Linked DNA regions of Mus musculus: region 1 is linked to region 2. The links are chromatin contacts, called in public HiChIP or PLAC-seq maps. All regions are on one chromosome and are shown on one strand. The core of a region is the stretch at or near the end of the contact, and the rest is flanking DNA. Distances in the headings are between cores, read along the strand shown. Region 1 has its middle 21 kb from the start of Gatb. Region 2 has its middle 21 kb from the start of Gm52637.

Region 1 (5,903 bases), core at 2,186-4,685, 190 kb after region 2:
GAATTCTAAAGGATTTTTTCTAGGTAAAAATCTAAGGCTGCCATCTCTTAAAACAAATGAGTTCGGTTGCACAAATACATTCATGTCAAAGTACTTCAAAAAGCAATATGCATCAAGCCCCATAGATCATGTCTGAGTTTTGCTTCCAGTCTTAGACAGCACTGTAAGCCACAGAAAGAGAAGGGGGGGGAGGGATTGAGCAATTGTTCTTCATTGTTGAACAATATTTTTTTAGCCTTAGTCCCAGTTTAATTGAAATTATTTACCCAGGTAAACACATTTGCTACATGAAGAAATGTTACCTGATACAGGTCCAAGGGACACAATGAGACCACGGAGCGGTATCTTTGGCAAGTGTTGTGGAAAAAGTAATTAACTCGGGTTTCCAGGGAGTGGTGATCTAGCTCTGGCTTTCATATTATTGGAGTGTGCAAAGCTGGCTGGTGGGTCAAGGGTTTCCAGATCCTCTCTGCCCCTGCTTTCCTTATATTTACATTTTCAGCTTTAGCGAGGGGGATTTTGTGCAGAAAAAGCTATTTTAGTTGCCATGACCTAAAATCCCAGCACTAGCAAGTGATTCTCTCCTCTTCTGGGGAGGGCTAGCTCTGCAGATTCAGAAATGAATGACCAGGGGCAGAAAGTGGGAAGGCTATGTGTAATTAGGGACCCAAAGTCCAAATGGCTGGTTTTGATCAACATGCACCCTTTGCCTAACGCTAATCCATTTGTTCATTTATTGGAGTTTAAAACTGAGCCCTATGCCCTCCAGCCTCGGCAAGCAAAGACATAATTTAAAGTACCAAGACACAAATGTGCTATTTATTCCCATGTAAAAGAGTCATTCTTACAGTGACTTACATTTTTTTCCCCTTCAGGAAGCTAGATCTTTTCAAGTTGTTTACCATGTTGTCAATGATTACCATCATTAATAATGATAATGACAATCACCGGGCCCCAGCCATGTGCTGGGGAATAAATAGACCACTGAACTAGGCTTCAGCCCAGCCTAGAGATACAGTGGTAGTTTTGTTTCACCGCAGAGTTCACAAAGTGGGATGGCAAATATGAAGAAGGTCTGGACCCAATATCTTCCCTCAGCTTTTTTTTTTCATTTCATTTCAAAGCTCCCTTTTTGCAATTCCTTGTGCATACAGAGGTTGTGGACCACAGTCAGCCTCTATGTATGACCTGGCACTGGCTCCACAGCCCTTGCAGTTCTCCAGGCTGGCACTAATTGCCAGATGCCCCCAGCTGAGCAGGACTGGATGTCAGGGCCACTGGATGCACTATTAATGGAATCTGTTATCAAGTCACAAGACAAGATGCCAGTCTGGCACCATTCTGCAAACTGGAAGTGCATGGGGTCGGGGGTGGGAGAACACAGACTCCCTGTCTGACGATGAATAGCTAAGCTGTGAAACCAATCCACTGAGAATCTACTAGGAATTAGCCTGTCACAAATGGCTCTGCTGTGGGTGAGGGAGGAGCATGTGATTGTGGGTCTGTTTGTCTGTCTGTCTGCATGTATGTGCTTTAATTGGTGTTGTAAATGCATGTAGAAAAGCATACCAAATATAAATGATAGCTGAGATTCTTGGCTGGTGTCTTGCTTGGATTAATGTGTCCTGATAGCATTAGGGATATAAATATAAGTGAAGTATTAAGAGCAAGAGTAGAAATTGAATAATAACTCTTTTCTGAAGAGTAATTGCGTTGGAATAATTTGCCCTCACCATTTCCATGGGTGCCTAGAATAAATATGTAATTTGTTTTGATCATTTCACTTGACAAAATTAGACTTAGTACAAGTTTGAAGGGGCGCCCTCCCCCAGTCCCCAGTGTCTGTGCTTCCCTCTCTTGGATTCTGAACCTTGGTTTTACAGATGAGGAAGATGGTTATATAATGTGTTACCCACGGGCTCATGTGCTGAATGCGTGGCTTATACCCGATGACATTATTTTAGAGAGATGATGTAAACTTAAGGAGGTAGGCCCTACCTGGAAGACGCAGGTCACTAGGCAGGGGCATTACTTTGAAAGTCCCTGATCCCATCCACTCTCTCTTACTTCTTATCTCTCATGATATAAATATAACACCCCACACTCTACACTCCAAGCATTTCTGCTTTGCTGTGCCCTTCCCATCATAGAGGACTGGGGCACTTTACACCAAGGTAAAGCCTTCCTCCTTTGAGCCAGGCATTTGATCATATTGGTGAGAAAGTTATTATCATACCTTCATTATTTCTGCTCCTACTTTAGCTCATATGTCTACAGAACAAGGCTCATAAACAAAGCTAAGCAGAGAAGCAAAGGGCATTTGCTATTTGCCCCTTTTCAGCCCCACATGGTACAATCACAGAGAACTAGAAGTTATCACCACCATGGAAATTCCTAAAATGTTTTTCCAAGCATACTCACGGAGACCTTTTACCAAGGAGAAATGAGAGCACAAATGCTCCTAGCCCTCTACTCTACTCACATGGCTTCTGCCAGTCAGCTCAGCTCTCAACACTCCTCTCCATCCCAGGCTATCAGTAGAAATACAGAAATCACAGGCATACACAAAAACCTAATATATGGATGCAGAACACATTCACGTGTACTAAATACCAGTCTCTGCCTTTGGATAACACACATGATGCTGAAATCCAAACACAACCTTCCATTATCTCCATGGGAGTTTCTACATGCATCAAGGGGCACATTTGGTTTAGATCAATTAAGTTTGTTTTTCTTTTATTACTTAGGCACATAAAGCAGTCAAAATACATTTATTATATATTCTTTTTAAAAAAATAATTTCCCTGCATATACATATGTTTTACAAATACAACAGGCTTTCCACTGTCAGGACTCAGGCAGTGGCAGCTTTCATTTTTCTCCTTACAGGGAAAGATGGGCTCATACAGGTCATTTCTGGAAGAGGCACTTTCTTACTTAGTGTAGAAAGTGAAAGAAAAGAAAGGGAATAGAAGAATGGAGATTTTTTTTTAACTTCAAACAATCTGAGATTCGTATCTTTAAACTTACAGTCACAGGGCAGAGACTGGCTGGGATACTCCTGTAAACCCATCGGTTAGAGAGGCCACGTCTTGTCACCTCCAGACAATGGCAGGACACACTAATGCAGTTAAGCCATGCTGCTGCTCGAGCGTTGGGGGAGGACTGGGTCATTTCAGGTCAGTCTGGATCCCTCCTTTCCTCTGTAGGGACCTTCTGCACAGAGATGAAACTCGGGGACACAGGACACACTGCTTTGTCCTTACAGGGAAGTGCCACAGACATTTGCCTCAGTAGGCTCCTGAGGGTTTATCACACTTGCTCTCTGGGATCTCCTTATTCAGCTTCTTATTGGAAGCTGTCTGTTGTCTCATTCCTAAACAGGGAGCCCCGTGGGATCACAGGGCACGTCTGTCTCAAGCTCTCCTACAACTCCACAGTGATGCTTATGACTCAGCAAATACGCGTTGAATGGATGAGTGTGTTCATCTATCCAATCCACATATAGCCAGTGGTGAAAATTAGTCCACACCTTTGAGAAGTTCTCAGAAGAGAAATAAACACTAAGCCATCGCAGGGAGAGTGTGGGAGGGAAGAAACCATGCTGAATTAGATAGTACATTTGTATTACATGATGTGTGATACCATATGAAGACAGGCACATTCGCTGTTCTGCTCCCTCCCACGCTGATTAGTAGGTTATTCTTTCAAAAATTAGTCACAGAGTGTGTGGGCACTGCTGCCCTCTCAGTCTCTGGGAACCATGCTAGGATCTAAAGCTGCCAGTCCTGAGGTACAGCAGCTGCGTGCTGATCCTAAGATGGGGTAGAGTTCGGGCTGCTGAGACGCTTAGCAGGTGCCTCTAGATAACTCTGGGTATTGGGTGGGAGTAGGTACCTGGTTTGAAGACAGGGTGACTTCAAAGTTCAATATCTGTTGTACATACTCATTTTTACAGCTAGTGGTAAGGTGATGGTTTCTGAGTCTGTGGTGGTTTGAATGAGAATGCCCTCCCATAGGCTTTTCTCTCCTCCCACCCCCACTGCCAGGTTAGGATGTACACTCACAGCTATTTCTCCAACACATGCCTCTCTGCCTGCCATCACATTCACCATGATGATGAGGGTTTACCTCTCTGAACCTGTAAGCAAGTTCCCAATTAAGTGTATTCTTTTATGAGTTGCCTCGTTCATGCTTTCTCTTCACAGAAATAGAACATTAAGACAGAAGTTAGTACCCAGGACCACCAGCAGAGGGATGGCACCACTCACAATGGGCTGGGCTGGGCACTCCACCATCACTAAGACAATGCTCTAAAGGTTGCCTACAGCCCAATCTTATAGATGCATTTTCTTAGCTTAGGTTCCTCCCTCTCTGATGACTTTTACTTGTGATAGGTTGACATAAAACTAGCTACCAAAGCACAGAATGTCTTCAAATGCCCCGTTACTCCTGGCTTAAAGATCTATTGTTAGCAGCATATAGGTGATTCCATTGGCCTGACCTCAGGAACCTAGCTTAAGCACCATGACCTGAGGCCACTGCCAGGTGTGACAGGTGTGTGCTGCCACTCTATCTCTCTGTGTGTCCTTGGTGTTCCCTCTCTTGTTCTTAGGGTGTGCCCCTCTCTCTGTCCCCTTTCTCTGTCCTCATGGCTCTGTTCCCGTCTATCTGCCTGTCTATATTCTCACTTGCCTGCCTCTATCCCTTCCCCAGGTCCTCTCCCCTCCCCCTCCTCCTATAGACCTCTTTTACACCAGGTCTGTTGCTCAGGGGCACATCTCAGCATGGGCCACCAAAGGTTCCCCCTTCATAACACCTATGGTCTTGGGACTGGAGGTCTTTTAGCTAATGAGCCACCTGTTATCAGGAAAGATAATCTGTGTTGTTATTATGCACAAACCTATTGAATACATGCTATGGTTTCATTATCTGTGTTCCCTTACCCTAAATAAAATGAAGTCTAATCTCTGCTAAGAGATTATGAGCAGTTAGGAGAGATTACTAGAGGTCATGAGAATTCTGATCACTTAAAGGTGGTCATTCCCTGTATTAAAGAGGCCTGGGGAACTCACCTGCCTTTCTATATTTTGAGAAGTCATAGAAGGCACCATTGGTGAGAAACTGCCCCTCTCCAGTCACTAGATCTACTGGTACCATAGTCCTGGACTTCCAAGGTTCTAGAGCTATGAATAATAGTTATCTTGTTTATAAACTACCTAGTCTAAGATACTTTGTTATAGACGTCCAAACAGACACAGAGGACAAAGATTAGATTGCAGCTTTATTTGTACCCCAAATGAAAACTTGATGCATGATTGGAATAGCTGCCTTGTTGTCTTATAGCTAATAACAATAAACTGATGTTTATTGAGCAGTGCTGATGCACCAGGGCTCAATTCTACACATTTCTCTATTGGGTGACATATTTAGAATTCATAACTGTCCTCTAAGGTGGCTACTGTTACTATAGCATCTTACAGAAGAGACAAGCCCAGAGGGTTTGAGTGATTTGCTTTTGAATCACATGGCTCATAAATGATAGCATGAGGTAGAACCTAGACAGGCAGCTCTGGAGACACAAGCCCTAACCACTCATCATTACTACCATCTGTTGAATGCTGACTGTGCGACAAAACTTATTTTTATCCCTGTAAGTATCTTTTATTTTTAGACTTGTGGAGTGTGTGTGTGTGTTCATCTGTGTGCAGGTGGAGTGAAAGGTCAGCATTGTGTCTTCCTCAATTATTCACCTTTTTTTTTTTTTTTTTTTTTTTTTTTTGGAGGTAGAGCCTCTCACTGAACCTGGAGTTCACTGATTTGGCTGGATTGGCTGTCTGTAATCCCAGGGATCTGTCTGCCTCTCCCTCCGCAGTGCTGGGATCACAGGCCTGCGTCAT
Region 2 (6,000 bases), core at 77-2,576:
ATCAAGTTGCTTATGTCATGGCTGCAAAGAAGCAAGTGAGATGCAGGGAAGACAGTCCTGCAGTCCTTTCAAGGGACTACCCTCCAATGACCCAAGTTCTCCCAGTAGGCTCAAGGTTCCAGCCCTTCCCAATAGTACCATGGACCAGAGACGGAGCTGTCATCACACAGGCCTGTGGGAAACATTTAAGATCCATTTTATACCACCCCGACAGTACACAAAACTTTCCCAAGTGATTCATTCGATAAAACTTTAGCATCTGCTAATTGGACAGCAAATTGTCACTAATGCTGTGGAATCAGCGATTTTGTTCAAGAGAATTTGTTAATTCCCTCTCAGTACATCAGGGTCAGTTCGCATAGTTCATGCGACGATAGAAATATCCTCATTATACAGGGATGGTCAAAACGCTGAATGTGTCTCACAATCCAAACCGTGAGACCTGGAAGTGAGTTTGGATGGTTTTAGATCTATGGTCTTTAGAAGTAAATGTTAACTTTAAAATTGTAGTAGATCCGGGTCCTTGGATGTCATTAGTGAAAACGTAAATGCTTTCTGTGTTTGTCCTAGTTGGCATTCTATTTCTGTGATAAAACCCTGACCAAAAGCAGTGTGGGGAGGGGAGGGTTTGTGTCAGCCTATGGTTCCAGTCCAGGCTGGCCCATGGAGGAGGGCTGCTTACTGACTTGTTTCCCGTGAGTTGCTCAGCCTGTTTTCTCATACACCATAGGACCACTTACCCAGAGGGACCGCTGCCTTCCCACATCAGTCATTAATCAAGAAAATGCCCAGCAGGCTTGCCTAGGGGGTCAATCTGATGGTGACATTTTCTCAATGGAGAGTCCCTCTTCCCAGATAAACCCTGACTTATGTCATGTTGATTAAAATGAAACAGAACAAAACAACTAACCAGCACGGTGTTCATCGAGGGAAGGAACACAGTCTTTAAATGGGGAGGAGTGTGGTAGGTATGTATTCAAAGGTAAAGAAGAGAAGAACGCACAGAGTTGAAGCTAAGGCTTGATAGCTGCTACACTCTCTCCTCTTGTTATCAACAGTCTAACTCATCCATTCGTTTCTACTTTCTGAATGTAATATGGACCCAGCCTCCTGAGAGAGTACCTGGAGCAGCCCTGAGGACAGTCTATACATGCAGCAACTCTACTTCGTGAGCTGGCGTTAGCCCATGCGGCCTGTCTGCTTATACACTGGTCACAACACACGATCTATACTAAACGCAAAGCAGAGACTGTATCTAGGCACTGTTCCAAGAGCACCAGCAGTTGGCTCTGGTAGCCTGTGGCAGTAGCTAGATCTCAGCCACTGAACCCTGCTAAGGACAGCTAATCATGTGCTTCAGAATTCCTGAGTGCGAGATGGCTTACAGGGTTTCAGCTGCAGAGAGAGCGGACATGTGCACCTCAGTTGGGGAACAGACACAAGGCTTAGTCCTGTTAGAAACCAGTGAGACACAGTCCCTCATGCTTGATGGCCCAGCCTGTGGCAGGAACCCATCCCAGACAAAACAAAAGATGGGAGGCCACTGTTCCGGCCTGTGTGGACAGGGCTGGGTGGATGCTGGGAACTGGGCCCTGAGATAGAAGCGGCAAGGAAATAGTTTCCCAGTTGGTAAAATAAACCAGACAGGAGGGCTTTAAAATCTGTGACCTGCTGAACTGCCACAATAAGCAAGAAGATTTACTTCAAGGCTTCCTGGGTGTTCCATCATTTTTGGCCTCAGAACTAGTCAAAAATGGATCCTGTGTTGCTTCCTTTAATGAAGAAGGCCTTTGCCCCTTTGTGTGAGGAAGACATGAGGTAAGTAGCCCATCAAGCTGGGTGAGTGTGTCGTAGTGGGGCCATTCACAAAGGCCTGGGCTGAGGGTGCTTACCTAGCATGCACAAAGCCCCGGGTTCCATCTCCAGCCCCACGGAAATCAATGAAGCAAAACAAACAAACAAAAATCCCACAAAGTGCAAGTTGTATTTAGGAAACTGAAGGAGACAGTGAAGTGACCTGACAAACACCAGTGAGCTGCTATGCCTCCTGGGGCAGAGAGGATATTGTGTGGAAGTCAGTTCCCACTGCTGTTTTCCTAGGGTGATGTCTTAGGGTCACTATTGCCGCAGTGAAACGTCACCATTAAGGAAACTTATAAAAAAGAAAGCATTCAACTGGGGACTTGCTTCCAGTTTCAGAGGATGAGTCCATGACCATCAAGACACGAAGCATGGTAGCAGCAGGTAGGCATGGCATTGGAGCATTAGCTGAGAGCTATGTCCTGATCAGCAGCAGCAGAGAGAGAGACAGACAGACAGACAGACAGACAGACAGAGAGACACAGAGAGAAACTGGGTCCAATCTGGGCTTTTAAAACCACAAAGCCCACCCCACTGACTCAGTGACCTACTCCTCCAACAATACACACCTTCTCCAACAAGGCCACGCCCTTTGATTCTTCCCAAACAGTTCCACTAGCTGAGGACCAAGCATTCAAGCATACATAAGCCTACGGGGGGTGGGGGGAGAAGTGGGGGAGCATTCTTTAGTCAAATGGTCACAAGTGATGAGACAGGAAGAGGGGGCACACACACCACCACAAACCCACTGTCCCGCCTCTCATTTGCCTCCTACCACCCTGAACTGGCTAAATCAAATCCAAAGCCAGAACCCGAGTTCTACAGAACCCGAGGCCTACATAGCAGACTGATGTGGGGCAGAGTGGTGGAATGAGGCAGGAGGGGCAGGAGAAGGTCATCTCCCTGGCTTTAGAGGAAATTCATCCCCAGTAAGATGATGGCAGCAGAGACCTTGCAGGACAAGGGAAAAATCTGCATTTGGGGAAATGGCCAAGACCAGCTCCATATGACGTCTTTAGTATCAGTGCACATGTCACTAGACTCTCATAGGTAGGTGCATCTAGTTAGATTTTGAAGTCCCTGAGGGTTGAAACCAGGCTTTCATCACTCCTTAGCCAGCACTGAGCCTGGCACAGAATGCCTTCAGTTGGCCTTCACTGACTGGTTGACTAAATGAGTAAGAAAGAGAGGAGGCTATTACATTCTGGTCAATTTAATTTTCTTGTCAAATGAATTTTTATCCAAAAAAGAAAAACAATCACAGAAAACCCCTTTGATCTCCTTCCTCCACGGCTGAAAATTCTTCCTCAAGTATAACACTGGCTGTTGCAGCCCTTCAAAAAGGATTATGCTAAGCTTGAAGGAATATGTCTTTGATGGCTGTGAATGGAGCAACTCTCAGGGCTGTCAATCGAAACTGGAAGTGTGGGCAACAGGGCCCACTTGCAAGGCACTAAAGATTTTAGACACAAATAAACAAACACGCTGGAGTCGCCATAGCCAATCACCCTGGTGGTGTATGCTGCCAAGAATTCTTTTCAAGGAGAACTGTTCTATATTTTCCCCCAAGTGTAAGCACTGTGCTTAATTTAGGATTGGGGTTAGATACCAAGGAGCAGAGATTTTTAATTCTTCATCAAAAAAAAATATTTTTTTTGTTACTGCTGTTATTTTGACTTCTTTTCTGGTACTTTTCCAATTTTCCCAAAATGATGCAAGTATCTTTATTACATTAAGTAACAAGAATTTGTTTTGTTTTGTTTTTGTTTGGTTTCTTTGGTGGGGTTGTTTTTTCTATCTCTCTTTCAAAGATCATTTAGCTCTCTCATCTGCAGGACTCAGTTAGTACATTTCATCTTTCATTCCAGAAGGAACTATTACAATGTTCTCTGTAATCTGAATTTCATAGTAAGGTTACATTTGATAGCTCTTTAACAAACACCTTCAGACAAACCTGGCAGAATAATCTTGAAAAGCTGAGGACCACACCCACCTCCCCTGGAGTGCTGGGGATGGCCTGCCTAGAGTTTGGCCACAAGTCTGTCTCCATCAGAGAACTGTGAATTCCATACCTAACAAGAGAACTGTGGCTCACACACCAGTGGGTGTCCCTGGCTAGCTAAGCTGAAGGCCTGGCAATGACCTCTGGCAATTTCATTTGGTTTAGCCCTTTTGCCCCAGTGGAAACCTGATCCTTTTGCTGTTGTTTTAACTTTTAAAAAATATTTGTTTATTTTATGTGTATGAGTATTTTGTTCATACCTGCATATATGTGCACCATGTGTTTGTTTTGTGCACTCAGAGGCCAGAAGAGGATGTCCGAAGCTCTAGAACTGAAATTCAAATGGTTGTGAGCTATCATCTGGATGCTGGGAGCAGAATCCAGGTCCTTCACAAGGGCAGTGAGTGTTCTTAACCACGAGCCATCTCCCAAGCCCCAGAAACACGACTCTTCACACGGGTTCTGTTTGTTTCACCATCAAACACATCCATCGCACACAGGAGAATCAGTGGCCCTTCAAGACCTCAGCACCCTCTTCAGTGTTCCCTTCACAGACTGTGTAATCATTGGGCTGCTATTATTATTGAATTGGTTTTGTCACTATAGAAACACTGACCTCACCCACATCCCTTTCTATGACCTGAAGATAGTCCACACTGCAAGTTCCTGTCACCTTGTGTCCCTCATGCCCCACATCCTTCTTTGACTCTACTCCTGTTCTTTTCATCTTGCACGGCTATCTTCCTAGTTGACCTTTGAACCCTGTGAATGGTCTTTGTGCCTTACTCAAGAATGCTCGCCCACCTTAGTTCAGTTCTAACATTTTTAAGAAGTGGGAAATCATATTTCAATACAACCACAAAAGTTCATGCACAACATAAATGCTGAGTACTACATTCCAGAAAATGCATTAAAACAAAACAATTAAAAATTATCAAATTGATAAGCAAAAATATCTTTTAACCTTGTTACTGAGACAGTAAATTATTTGTTTTGATAAATATTCTAATAGTGTGTGAACATGTACACACGTTTGTGCAGACTCGTGTGTGTGTGTGTGTGTGTGTGTGTGTGTGTGTGTGTGTATTTTATTAAATGGAAGAGTCATCTTTAGTTCATGTGATGCTGGGGCTTGATCTCAGGGCCTGGCTCATGCTAGAAAGCACTTTCCCACTGAGCTATATCACCTCAGCCTTCCTTCAACTTTGGAATCAAGTCAGGGCTTCGCTAAGTTGTCCAGGTTGGCCTTGAACTTGCAATCCTCCCACCTCAGTCTCCTGAGTGGCTATGCCTTCAGGCCTGTGCCACCAGGTGCTGTAAACAACACTATTTATAGCTATGTTTTTCTCTCTGCTAAATAATATATTGGAGATGCTTTTCCATGTTGTTGATCTTTTATATTATAAGAAATGACTGCATAATATTCCAATTCAGCAACATTTATTACTTATTCAACAAAGGTCTTACTCATCTCTGATGGCTACTGTTATGCCTGAATACATGCCAATATAAAGAACTAGCTCTAGGAGAGTTAATGGATCAAGGAGTGTGCATAATACTGAGACCACATGACTGAAATCGCAAGTCTGATCTGCTGGGAGGATTGAGAACTAAGGTTAGAGGAAATCCCAGAGAAAATGTGGCCTGTAATGAAGACTGAACAAAGCATCATTGGTGAAGGGGTCATACTTTACTGAGGTATAGGGTATTGCTTTGGCAGCAAACAAAACCAAGTGGGAGAGTGGGGTCCATGGGGCAGTTCAGAAATCTGCTCAGCCTCCTTTGGATGGCTCTGTCCTTCTCCATACAGCTCCTGTATGTTCCACACAGGAAAGTTTTCTAAGCTGAAGAACAGGATCTTGCCAGAGGGAGAGAAGGAAGAGAAGGGGAAAAAAACATGGAAAGAGGAAAGAGAGGACTTATTGAAAGAAGATTGTTTTTGAAGGAAGGATTGCTAGCTCATAGGTTCCATTGGTGTGATATCTCTGCAGCCACCAACCTCATGACCCTTGAAAGACAAATGTAAAACATCTATACCAACATGTTTGTCTCCTCTGTGACTAGCCAAGTGAGGATGTTGTCCCAGTTGCTTTGACATCACACTGAAATAGTAGCTTAGTACAAATATAGATGGCTGA

The links. HiChIP or PLAC-seq counts read pairs in DNA pulled down with a chosen protein or histone mark.
Region 1: a contact with region 2 is called in an H3K27ac HiChIP or PLAC-seq map of heart atrium, with 9 read pairs. The contact joins two enhancer-like sites. A contact is called at or near these places in 11 of 484 Hi-C or Micro-C datasets (the HL-1 cell line, cerebral cortex, cortical neurons and 5 more) and 3 of 115 datasets of contacts at active chromatin or transcription factors (cardiomyocytes, heart atrium and neural progenitor cells).

Annotation. Positions count from the first base shown.
Region 1 is chr3:85,550,261-85,556,163 of GRCm38.p6, forward strand. It overlaps Gm3740. Among named protein-coding and RNA genes, the nearest start is that of Gatb, 21 kb to the right of the region's middle. Within about 2 kb of position 3,436, at least 32 of the 459 cell types and tissues checked have an H3K27ac peak or open chromatin away from gene starts, as enhancers often do. A contact at or near this core is called in heart atrium, where this site is marked.
Region 2 is chr3:85,361,800-85,367,799 of GRCm38.p6, forward strand. No RefSeq gene overlaps it. Among named protein-coding and RNA genes, the nearest start is that of Gm52637, 21 kb to the right of the region's middle. Within about 2 kb of position 1,327, at least 15 of the 459 cell types and tissues checked have an H3K27ac peak or open chromatin away from gene starts, as enhancers often do. A contact at or near this core is called in heart atrium, where this site is marked.